2 separate regions of the Danio rerio genome follow, and region 2 is linked to region 1. The links are chromatin contacts, called in public HiChIP or PLAC-seq maps. All regions are on one chromosome and are shown on one strand. Each heading gives the region's core, a stretch centred on a gene start, on an enhancer-like site or on the middle of the called end of the contact. The rest is flanking DNA. Distances are from core to core; before and after follow the strand shown. Region 1 has its middle 35 kb from the start of smim18. Region 2 holds the start of adgrl3.1 (adhesion G protein-coupled receptor L3.1).

Region 1 (6,238 bases), core at 1,030-3,529:
AAATATGTTGGGGTTCTTCTTAAAGAGGATGTGGCAAGCATCTCTATTCTTACAAGGATATATATGGTTATGTGTTCCTGCATTCTTCAGATTTTGCTCTTCCAATGTAACTGGACAAGACTCTTCTCCATGAGAAAGCAACTCCATTCTTTGCGTTCTAATCGAAAACAGCCTAATAGTTTGTGTTGCATTTATGGCAACAGCAATTATTCTGTTAAAGTAAGTATTATTTTAAAAGGAGGATATTTAAAAAAATATATATATGCTAATCTTGGCAAAGCTACAAATTTTGGAATATAAACATTTTATATAACATTTATGATATGCACATTATCTCTAATAACACTGCATTTGAATGATTTAAAACCATGCTTAAAACAAAGAAATAAAATAGGCTAATGTTTGGGTGCAGACGATTGGGTGCAGATATCTATTACAAAGAAAATTGTAGGTGTGTTACAATCTAAGCATAAACACTTACTACTGCCCGTATATTCTAAAACTTGCTGTCAGAGAATATAACAGAAGAATATTAATGCAAAACAAATCAATGAAATCTTGATTGTTTATATATTCGTTTTTCTTTATTTTTTGCATGGGACCCCCTGTTTTATAACAGGATCTATGTGTTCCTTGGCTACCTTGCTGAAAAGCGTAATACTAGTGTACTAGACTATGTGTGCTTTGGCTACTTTGTCTACTGGCTTTACTCTAGAGCAGGGTTGTCCAATCATCTTCCTGGATATGAACCTTCCTGCAGAGTTCAGCTGCAACCTTGATCAAACAAACATCTTTAATTACCAAGTGCTCCTTCAAATTTTATTTATGCTGCTGTTACACTACATCTGGTGCGTGCAAAATTCTGTTATACATCACTGTGAAAAGGGGCGGGATTAAACAAGATGATTAGACATAGAAAAAAAGCAAGCGATTGGTCCATGTTTTAAATTTCTTTCCAGAGAGGTCATGTTTTGATCTTTGATTGGTGTCACGCAGTAAAGTGATGCGATTTTGCAGGTCAGATTTTGCTGGCCTTTGAGGTTCTATCTTCTGTTGAACACAAAAGAAGATGTTTTATAGAATGCTGGTTGCTGGGATCCATCAACTTAGAAGGAAACTGAAATAGGTTTTGAATATCATATGAAAGATGAGTAAATGATGACAGGACGTTCATTTTTGGATGAACTTTAGAGAATATATCGCTATTTGCTCTTAGTAAACATAGCATAATGCTAATAGTAGTGCTAAAAATGGTATAAAAATTCCCTTTGAAACAGCTATGATTGCTGTTAGTACTTATTGTATATATATATATATATATATATATATATATATATATATATATATATATATATATATATATATATATATATATATATATATATATATATGTGTGTGTGTGTGTGTGTGTGTACTTTGAAAATGGTATTGAAGTCAACTTTTCAGTTGGCCTCTATACATGATGTGGTGAATTGTTGTCTTCACATGCATTTTATGTGTTTATGTTAGACTGCAGCTCTGCACAAGAAGACTGTTAGACTGCAGCTCTGCACAAAAAGTTTGGCCAGAGAAGAAATGGTGGTGCCCAACTCAGTCTGGTTTCTCTCAAGTTTTTTTATTCTTCACTTTCACCAATTGTTTTTTCCTTGCCGCTGTTGCTACTGGCTTGCATGGTTCGGGACTTGTGGAGCTGCGCATCAATGGATTTGCTCTTCAGTGCTTGGACTTTTAGCAGTGAAAATTAAACCACCCTAAACTGAACTGAACTAAACTGAACTTCAACTCTGAAAACTGGACTGACACTGTGTCAATTTACTATGAGTAAGCTGCTTGACACAATCTACATTGTAAAAGCCCTATAGAAATAAAGATGAATTGAATTGATGCATAATTAGGCCTACTTGACAACTCAATCTGCAACTACTGACCTGGCATCCATAATGCAGTGTTTTTTCATAATTTTTTTTTAAATATATATATATATTTTTCAGATATGTGTAAAATGGATCATGACAACATTGTTATTTGTATGCAAACTTTTAAAACAATTCAAAACAGCTTGATTTTAGATAACATATCTTTAACGTTAAGAAAAATCTGAATATAAGTCATACAGAATGTGGGATTGCGCAACATATTTATTCAGAGCATTTGCCTTTGTCTTAACAAAAGAGTAAACTGGCTTCATTTTGACACCCGGTGTTTCCTCAACATTTAACACACACAACTTGACCTTTTCAAAACACAGAGGTAGCTCTATTCTCTCTGCTGATAAGCTTCACATGTGTGTATGTTCCTTCCTGCTTAAGAATAGGTTGTTAGCCATAATGGACTAATAATTCATCTCATTACAGGAAGCAGTGGAAATGTTTGGTGAGTGATTACGTCCGGATGCTTTGCTTTACCACCAATACAGTGCAAGGGTTAAACAGACCTTTAACAATATAAAACTGATTAAGAACTAAAGGAATGTAATACAAAAGAGTCGATTCCTCCACATAAATGCCTAATGTTTAAATGGGTTGAAGTTTGCCTGCAGCTGCACTGAATTTTGCGTCCACTTGGTGGCAGCGTTGATGTATGCGTTTGCTACAAATGCGTGAAAATACTAACAGTCAATAGTAAACTCATCAAAACGGGATTAGCTTGCTGGAGTCAAATGATTATTGAACTGGTTTCTGTGCTACTTTGCTTATCAGATTCAGGGCATCTCTGTGTGCAATACTTAGAAAAGCTATGTGTTTTTTCCTCCACAAAAATATTCAAGTATTTACCAACATTTTTGACTAGTAGTGTAAAGAAATAAAGAAATATAAAAAAAAAAAAAAAAATGAAACCAAAACCAGTGTTTGATGTTCAATTGACTGTACTGACAAGCATGGAAAATGTATAAATATTAATATAAAACACATAAATATTCCGTTTCTGATAAACCTTGGTTTCATCATGCTAGTGAAAGAGTTTCATAAATGTGATATGTTTGTGCTTTCTTCTCTAAATAGTTGTTTTAAAAAAAATCCGCTGAGAAGCAAACAATTTGAAGTTCTTTAAAAATAAGAACCGTGGCATCCCAAGTGTTTTGAGATCCCCAGACCCTGTCTAATCCAGATTCATTATGAAGATCTCTTAGCAGCAGGAAGTCCACCCGGACACATGTGACCTTTCTGAAAAAGATGCCATGAGAGGCAAATACTCTGACCCACGGCTGCCCCGCTGTGTTTATCTATGCCTCTTCCATTTCATAACATACGCTTTTAGATGCACATGGGAGAGAGTTTGAATAGACGAGCAGCGTCTTTACATATATTCAGAAAATGCCTGTTCTCAGTCTCAGTGTTTCACTGTCAAACTGCAGCAGAACATATGCCGTGGGAATGCTAGAGGGTCCTAAAACACTCACACACACACACACCTGCAGATGTTGCTTAATGTTTTCCTTACCAGACACAATTTTATATAGCATTTTCTGTCATTCTGAACCTCTCAATGCTCTGATTAGGAACTATTGTGTTGGTGACAAACTCAATACACTTGACCTGACGGCAGGACGCACAAGCACTGCTTTGCAGATGTAATACCCACTCAGGCTATTTTCAGTGGAAACCAGGAAACAGATGCTTGTGAAGGTTTGGGTAAGGTTTTATAAATAGCCCTTACTTTGTATGGTTACCAACATGGTATGATGCCTTGTACTTTTGGCATGAAATCAATTGACCCCGTTTACGTTCTTAATACATGGTTCCTGTTCTTAATTCAAAGACATAAACTCAAAATCTACAGTTTTTATTTTCATTCTGCAGTGTTTATTATAAAAGATTTATCTGTGCACATCTTTTTTTTATTATTTATATGCTTTCACAGTCTTTGATCAACAACATTAACACCCCTCCTCCCTGTTTCAACATCTTCTCTGATGACGTGCGCCAGTGCGAGGGCTAATCATTCCTCCAGCAACCTGTTACTAACATCAAATCACAGCAATCAGCAAACAATACCAATCTGGTCAATGTCCATTCGAAAAAACAGTCACATCCTACATTTTTTAAATTTCAGGGTCACATTTGAAGTTATCCTAAAAGAGGAGTGTAGTAGGGGTTCTGAAGGTTATTGCAGTTAAATATTAGGAAATGACCTTGAGTTGACTTCATCACATCTGTGTGACTTCACCGATTCAAAGTAAAAGAGAAGCATCAACACAGTCACCCTGTGTGAATACTGCAAGAGGCCAAACTCCTGCGGCAGAAAACATCAAAACTTCCCCACCTTTCACTGACTTCTTTACTCACTTTATAGTCCAGTCCAGCTTTATGAAGAACATATTATTTTTTTATTGGAGCTAAATAAATTAAGCTTGCATTCATACAGTAACTAAATTGAATGTTGGGCCAGTTCTTGGTCCACACAACATGCTTCTCAGCAAAGGTAAGCCCAGCATTTTGATTGAATGTTTGGTCACTGCAGGGTTTTAGTCTAAGTCCAAAGTCTAAGGTGGGCATATACTGATCTGATGTGGAGCCAAATTCTGACTCTCCAAATTTCCTTTCCATTGTTATTCTCCAAATGATGCATCACACTATGGTAGTTCATGAGGTTATGTAAATGCACCCCTGATTGTTCAATGAGATTTTCTGCATTGTCCTCTATATTTGTCTTTTGTGGGAACTCAGCCTTTTTGGAGGACATCAGTAAGATAATGATAATGTAAAGATGCAAAATTCTAGAGAAATCACAGATTTTTAATGCCCAACTGCTTTTGCTATGGTGACGAGATTAATTATTTTGGCCTTCAGCTGGACAACCTGCTGTCAAAGAATTGCAGTCACTTTACAACGGCTCACCAAAACTTTCAAAGTTAGTAGTTATGAAAATTAACCTGGAATATTGCATAAATCAATAGCAAATAAGTAAAGTTTAAACTAAATTTGAAAGTAGCACATGATATGATTCACTGCAGATGGCCCCTATCACTAATCATTATCTAGCTAATTGGATTATTTCAAATTTAAGATAAATGTTCAATGTTTAGGAAGACCCCCTCCTCCATTTATCCATCCATCCATTCATCCATCCATTCCCTCTCCCTCCTCCTCAATTCTATGATCGTGCAACACGGCGGCTCAGTGGCTAGCACTGCTGCAGAGATCACTGGTTCAAGCACGTCCTGATTTTGCCAAGTGTATATCATTCTGTAAATTGAAAGGAAAAAAACTTGTGATCTTACCTTTTCACTTGTTTTCTTCACTGGTAAAATACAGGTGTGTTTTTCTTTTTTTTTTGATGAATTTTTGCGAGTTTTGCAGGCAGCACATAATAATGACGTCATGATGTTTGATTGGCTGATGGAGTTGTCCCTGGGTCATCATAAAAAATGTTGGTCTCAGGGCAACTGGCACTTGGCAAAATCAGGATGTGCCTGGTTTAAGTCCTAACTGAGCCAGTCGCCATTTTCTGTGCAGTTTACATGTTCTGCCAATGTTCATGTGGGTTTTCCTGGGTTCTTGCATTTTTGTCCCACAGTATAAAAACATGTGACACAAGTGAATTAAATAAAAACAGTCACAATTACTTAGTGTGTATGCACTGGCGTAGTTGGGAGTCCATTCCTATAGAGTTATCTTAATTAATCAAGTAATAGCGCAAACGAATCGGGGGGAGCTCTCTAAAACTTCCTGATCTTGTATTCCTTTTAATTTTCATTGACCAGGCGGGAGCTTTGGGCTCATCTATCTCCGAGCTCAGGGTTCTCTCCCAGGACAGCATGCCAAAACATGCTAACATCGTCAAGCATTATCTTGTGAACTCTTGAAACGACCAATTCCATCTAGAGAGTCAAAAAGGACAATAATCATCACTTACTGATAGGCTGGCAGCAAAGATTTGATCAGTTTTAGGTCTTATTTTTAAATGACTTGAACCTCAGAATTTTAGAATGTGTTTCTATCATAGTTTATGTGCAGTTTTTTCTTTTATCTAATAAAACGTTTATCCTACTTGCCTAAATGTGCCTAAAAGTAGGTGGAAGGAAATGTAGTAAAATCTAAAAAGTTAGGTTACTAGTTAAATAGGGATTGTTAGATCATTTCTGAAATTATCAGCAGATGTCACATTAACAGCAATAACTGGAAGTATCAGAAAGTTTTACAAAAATGTTGAAAAGTTGATCAGTGTTCATTTTCAAATGTCTCATTTAAGTTTTTAGTGCTGTGCTTCACAATATATTGCACTATACCTGTACTTT
Region 2 (6,238 bases), core at 985-3,484, 250 kb after region 1:
ACTAGGGGTGGAAATACAAAACACCCCATCAAAGCAAAAAGACAAAACCAGAAAACCCAATCTGAAAAATACAACTCCACCCTTGTGTGTGAAATTCAGCACACCACCCACTGACAAAACAAGGAAACCGAGCAAACATCTTGATGGAAAACAGAAACTCACAAAGATCTAAAAGTGTTCATTTAGCAAAGAAATGCAAAAATTACCCCTCTCATGATGTCATGATGTTGCAAGGCTGCAAGTGCCATCACATTATTTAGTAAAAAATATTGCCAAACCATACACCTAAACTCTAAATTTTGTCATTGTTTACTCATTCTCATCTTGTTCCAAAACTGTTTAAGGTTATTTCCTCTGAAGAGGACAAAAAGAGATGTTGTCGCACATGTTTGTGACTGACAGCTTGAGTTGTCATTCACCTTCGTTGCGTCTTTTTACTGTAAAATGAAAGCGAACTGAAGCAGTCGTCTTGCCTAACATCTCCTTTGGTGTAGCACTAAAGAAAGAAAGTCAAACAGGTTTGAAATAACATGAGGCTAGGCAAACAATGACAGAGTTGTGTCTTATATTTGGTAAACCATACCTTTAATGTGTCTCTTATTGCTTAATGTAGATGCTTCTACTTCCGTCTGCTCATAATTTATCCGTTGAGAGAACACAAAGAGACCTAACAATTATTCTGAGTTTGACTAGGGGCCAAGACTGAAATCAAACCCCTAATGTTATATCACAGAGCAGTTATCTTGCACTGAGCAGAATATATCCACAATCCTTTCACCAAAATAGTTCTGATATTTTCGGTTGTGACTTCAAAGGCCTTTGATTTTTGATCTGACCTGGATGAACTTGGCTGTTAGGCAATCTGTCCGTTCTTCCTGTCTCTGTCTATTTGTATTGCACACAAGATGTGATGTGAATTCACTGCAATCACTGGAACGCAGACACTAAGGTCTTTTCCTTTTTTTTTAAATGGGTCATCTACACGAGGTAAACAATCAATTAAAATCTATAACTGAGCTGACTACTTAGCCTTTAAATTATCTCTGTTGACAAATGACAAATAATCCTGCATGATTGGTTATGCGCTATATATGATGATCCAGCACGTACTGCAATTTTCATGACATCAGGGTGACATGAATGGCAGTTGTGTCTTTATTAGTCAATGAATCAAGGTCATATGATCTCTGTACTGATCTGACGGTGTTTGGTTGCATGAAACGCTGTGGATGTTCTCAAGGCTATCAGAGTGGCTGTTTATTTTGAAGATGCTTTCCTCTTTTTCTTCCTGATTTATACTAACGCATCTTTTGTTTATACACACACACACACACACTCATACATACACACATAGAAAAACTAAGTCGAGCGATGCGTTGACAGTCTTCTCTTTATGTAAAAGCTAAGGGAATGCAGGCCATCAATATAGCGTTATTTGCCTCACGCTGCCTGGCTCGATCCTGGCGGTTATAAACAAATGAAAGCTATGGTTTCGCTACGGCAAGAGCTGAAGGCAGCGACTTGTACACTCAAACACGCGCGCGCGCACCGACGCCCATTAAAACACCACGCACGACACACGGCAAAAAGCATCCTGTGTCCGATGCCACACACACACACCGAATATTTCAGCTGTTGGATGTGGAGAGTTCGGAAAGCGCCAACTAGCTACAGCATCTCACTGGCGCTTCCATTCACACGTCCATCGGTTATTGATTTATTGGCCCGTAAGAAATAACGTCACCTTGTTTAAAAGCATTGACTCACCGCATCTTATAAAGCACTGGAAAAGGAGTCAGCTATGGATGTGCTGAGCAGCATCGGGCTGTGTGATCTCGGAATGCTCCTTAATTCCCTTGACAGTGTGTCCGTGTGTGAATAAAACACGCAGATGATGTTTTGAGCTTCTCCTCCAGATGCGCCGTTCTGAGGCTTCAAGCCTCCCGAGGACCCTCGATCAAAGAACTGAATATATATCGAGTATCCTTCGTCCCCCAAACCCAGTAGATCTATGGTGGACACGGGGGATCGTATCCCGTGCTGTATCCCGACCAGTGTTTTTTTTTTTTTTTTTTTTTGGAATAAGAGGAAAATGCGCAGAGTGGCTCCAGCGATGGCACAATCCACGAGATCAGCGCCAGTCCATCGCTAGATCGTCCATGCGACCCGACAGCTAGCGAACGAGCGCCGAGAGAAAATGACAAGCCAATTTGGAAGCAAAGTGATGCTTGATTCAAGGATGGAGGGTGGGAGGGAAAGAGAAAGAAAAGGAGAATAAGAGAGGGGCGGTGAATCAGGAGCTTGTGGTGACAGGAAGGCTTGAGCACGCTCTGGTGGCCGAGTGCGCGCACAGCAGTAAAGGGTCGACCTTCCCATCACCTGCGGGGTCATTCAGAGAAATTGTAACACTTGAGCCTTTTCCACTTTGAAACTTCAAATCTAAATTTTAAGACTTCGCGTGTTAAACTGTAATTTTGAATATTATATAATCAGGGTTGACAAAACTTAACTGAGGTTATTATTACACTAAAATGTGTTCAATTGAAATGATTTTTAATTATACTAGTTCTACAAAAATTCAGTTTAAATGTGTAAAATCATGGTAACATAGTTGAGAAGGCAGAGCTATAATTTAAACATAGCAGAAAATAAGTTAATTAGTAATAAAGATAATATCCTAAAATTAGATTAGTAATATTAGTGAGATCAGTAAGACTCTGTAATATTTACAGAGGAGTGACGTGGTGGCGCAGTAGGTAGTGCTGTCACCTAACAGCAAGAAGGTTGCTGGTTCGAGCCTCGGCTGAGTCAGGTGGCATTTCTGTGTGGAGTTTACCCTCACAAGTTCAAAGACATGTGGTACAGGGTAATTGGGTAGCCTAAATTGTCCATATGAGTATGAATGAGAGTAAATGGATGTTTCCCAGTGATGTCCCAGGGTTGCAGCTGGAAGGGCATCTGCTGCGTAAAAACGTGCTGGATAAGTGTGTTCATTCCGCTGTGGTGACCCCAGATTAATAAAGGGACTAAGCCAAAAAGAAAATGAATGAATGAATATTTACAGAATTTAATTTATCCTTTTACAATTTTTAATTTACGTATTTCTATTAATGACACGTGATTGCAACAGCGTTGTTGCATTAAAGAAACACAAAGTCTTTTAAATAAAACAATACTATAAAATACTAAATTACTTTATATTTTTATAAACATATGATAAGTATTTAAAAACAATTTTAATTTCTGCATTGTTAGAACGAGGAAGAAAAAAATAATTAGTTACCAGTTACTCACACACACACTCTCTCTTTCTCTCTCTTACTTTTTAAAAATTGGTAAAATTGTGTTTGGCATGCATAAATATGGCAAATATTTACTTTTTCAGCATAAATACATACAATTGAAGTCAGAATTATTAGCCCCCCTTTTTATTATTATTATTTTTTTATATATTTCCCAAATTATGTTTAACATGGCAAATAAAATGTCACAGTATTTCTGATCATTTTTATTTGTATAAAACAAACAATTTGGCTAGAATAAAAGCAGGCTACTAATTCTGACTTCAACTGTATGTCCCAGATCATGAAGTGACCTGTCCCAGGTTATCAAATTCAGGCAGTTAATACCTATTAGTATTTTTAAATACTAATAAGTGTGGCATGGCTATTCTCTGTACAACATCTACATGTTTTCTTAGGTGGTTAGAAAACATCTTAGTGATTTCATAAATATCTAATATGTTGTTCTAATTAGTTAGAAAGACATTGAAATTAGAGAGCTGAAGTCAAAATTGCAATAAAGTGTCCAAGATTACCCGAATTCACCCTACTAAATTCATGTTTGTAGGCATTAATCCTGGAGATTTTGTTTGGAATTGTTTTCAAATTACTATAGTAAATATCAAAGTAAAACTTATTTAACTTTTCCATCGCACACCTTTGATTTTTCATTGCTTTCCAGCTGTATTTACAGTTTTAACATTGCTTTTGTTCTAAGGTAGAGTGTCTTTTATTTTATGACACTCAGTATTTATTTTCTCTACACATTTCAATAAAATACAAATGTAGGTCTACTTGAGGTAAACAACTTCAAATGACAAGAAAATACTCAACAAACATTTAGGTTTACTTAAAGTCTGAATGGAAAAGCTTTCAAAAGATAAATTAAGTAAAGTTTAATTATTGTATTGCCAATGTAGGTAGAAGGGTCAATAATTTACTATTAAAAATAAAGATGGTAATCAAACATGAAAAACAATAGTCTAAACAACAAAAACAAAATACTGGACAATGAGTAGAAGTACAATAGGGCGTACATTTGTAAGAGAAAAATTAACTGAACAAGAAGCGGGTGCACAAAGCAATCAGTAACCATGACAACAAATAAGGAATGAATCCAGCAGGGAACTGCGATGAACATGTGAATAGCACAAAAGTGAAGCTATGCTCAGACTGCATGCAGAGAAACCAATTTTTTCTCAAAAACATATCATGTCAATGAGACTATCCACACTATTAATTGCAAGTGTTTGGGTCATATTTGTGTGTTCACACATATAACCAACCTGCATGTTGCTTTGGTAACGATGTAGGCGTATACACGTGCTGCATGACAAGGCTTTCGCATGAGGCAGGAAATATGGAGTTGCATCATCTCACTCACCAAATAAGCACCTATAAGTCATGATACAAAAGAAAAACTCATATGATTACTTATGTCACAGTCTTTGATGTTTTAATCAAAGGTTTAAAGATATTGTTTTTTAAAGAGTAAAGACTATTTGAAATTTGATTTATAAAGTCAGCTTCCAGACAATGATGTATGTATGGAATTGCATTTCAATCCATCTAAAAATATTAGGGGTTGTAGATATTAGGGGGTTGTAACTGCAAGTGTTGAACACTGTGGGCCAGGGCTACACGATATTGGAAAAATTTAACATTGCGATATTTTTTTTTATTTTGCAATAAATTTTGCGATATGGATATAATTTCACCAGATGACTTAATCTCTATTTGGAAAGAATTTATAATGTCAGATTGATTGGGATGATTACGCAGTGGGAGTGCATCTTCATAAAATCTAATGAAAAATCTATAAACTTTTTAGGGTCCCGACACATTTTGGTTTTTGTCTGTGCTATTTGCAGTGCATTTCTGTATTTGCAAGTGTTGTAAGTACTTTCTATGCATAAAAATCTGTAAATACAGATACAAAAAACTATTGAAATAAAATGTTTTATCATTTCCCGGGTCTTCAAGTACACTAACTGAATGATAAAAATAATTCAATAAAATTAATCAAAAAAATCATTATACAATCACGGGCATCAAAAACACATGCCAATGATAAATTGTGATCTAAAATCAACATTGCATATCTTGCGATGTGATTATTGCAAATGATCACATTTTGATCTCGATGCTGAAAGATATATTTTGCAGCCTATGGGCCATCTAGATAAAATGTGTGTATAAACAAAAATAAAAAAGAGTGCAATTGGCGCATACATAGGCTATGTTTGCATTTTAAAAATAATGTACACTGAACTAAGTGTAGAAGTATATGGAGCACACACAAACGTATGGGAAAAGCAAAACAAGGCTGCACATGAAAACGTCATTGTTGGAGACATGTTGGGGGATACTTATGAGGTACACAAAATAGCTTTTTTTTATGGAACCCTCCTGCACTTAATTTTAAAGTAATTATAACAACTAAACCATTGATTTAAGCCATGTCTGTGTTGGCACGGCTTCCATCGGTTTTATTTGAGACTTAATATTCCACAAATTATGATTTGTGAACATGCACTAATTAATGTCTCTCATGAGCAGGAGTAATAAGAGCTGATGTCTGTGTTATTTCATGAAATGAGGGGGGAGAGGCCTGGACATCCATTTGCATTAAACTCACGGGCATCAAAGGCGCATCGCGGACATGCGCGCTGACAGCCAGTTATCAGTCTCACGCAAACCCTAGGCTGTCTAAATAATGTCTCTAATGCGACTTTCGACATTTGAAAATGTTAAAATATCTAACTTGCATGGGCTTAGATCATCCGAGACGTCCGAATGGCAGCTTTCCATGAGCTCCGGAGGAAACCTGTTGATCTGAAGGTAAATGTTAGGTGAGAAATAAGCGCTTAAATATTGATCTTTACGGTGCAGAGTGAGAACGTAACGAATGAAGACTGACAGGCAGCATGCAGTGAAACATCCAAGAAATCGCATTG

What was found. HiChIP or PLAC-seq counts read pairs in DNA pulled down with a chosen protein or histone mark.
Region 2: a contact with region 1 is called in an H3K4me3 HiChIP or PLAC-seq map of embryo, with 9 times the contacts expected there. The contact joins the promoter of adgrl3.1 here to the enhancer-like site in region 1. A contact is called at or near these places in 5 of 18 Hi-C or Micro-C datasets (caudal fin, embryo, hematopoietic stem cells and 1 more) and 2 of 4 datasets of contacts at active chromatin or transcription factors (caudal fin and embryo).

The regions. Positions count from the first base shown.
Region 1 is chr1:24,476,967-24,483,204 of GRCz12tu, forward strand. No RefSeq gene overlaps it. Among named protein-coding and RNA genes, the nearest start is that of smim18, 35 kb to the left of the region's middle. Within about 2 kb of position 2,280, at least 4 of the 62 cell types and tissues checked have an H3K27ac peak or open chromatin away from gene starts, as enhancers often do.
Region 2 is chr1:24,728,470-24,734,707 of GRCz12tu, forward strand. adgrl3.1 (adhesion G protein-coupled receptor L3.1) reads right to left here and starts at 2,235. Exons shown (of 22, transcript XM_684028.11): 1 at 1,768-2,235. It overlaps LOC141385568 (a long non-coding RNA gene), which reads right to left. Exons shown (of 3, transcript XR_012406192.1): 2 at 6,050-6,116; 3 at 3,053-4,676. It overlaps si:dkey-92j12.5, which reads left to right and starts at 5,940. Exons shown (of 41, transcript XM_073951162.1): 1 at 5,940-6,238.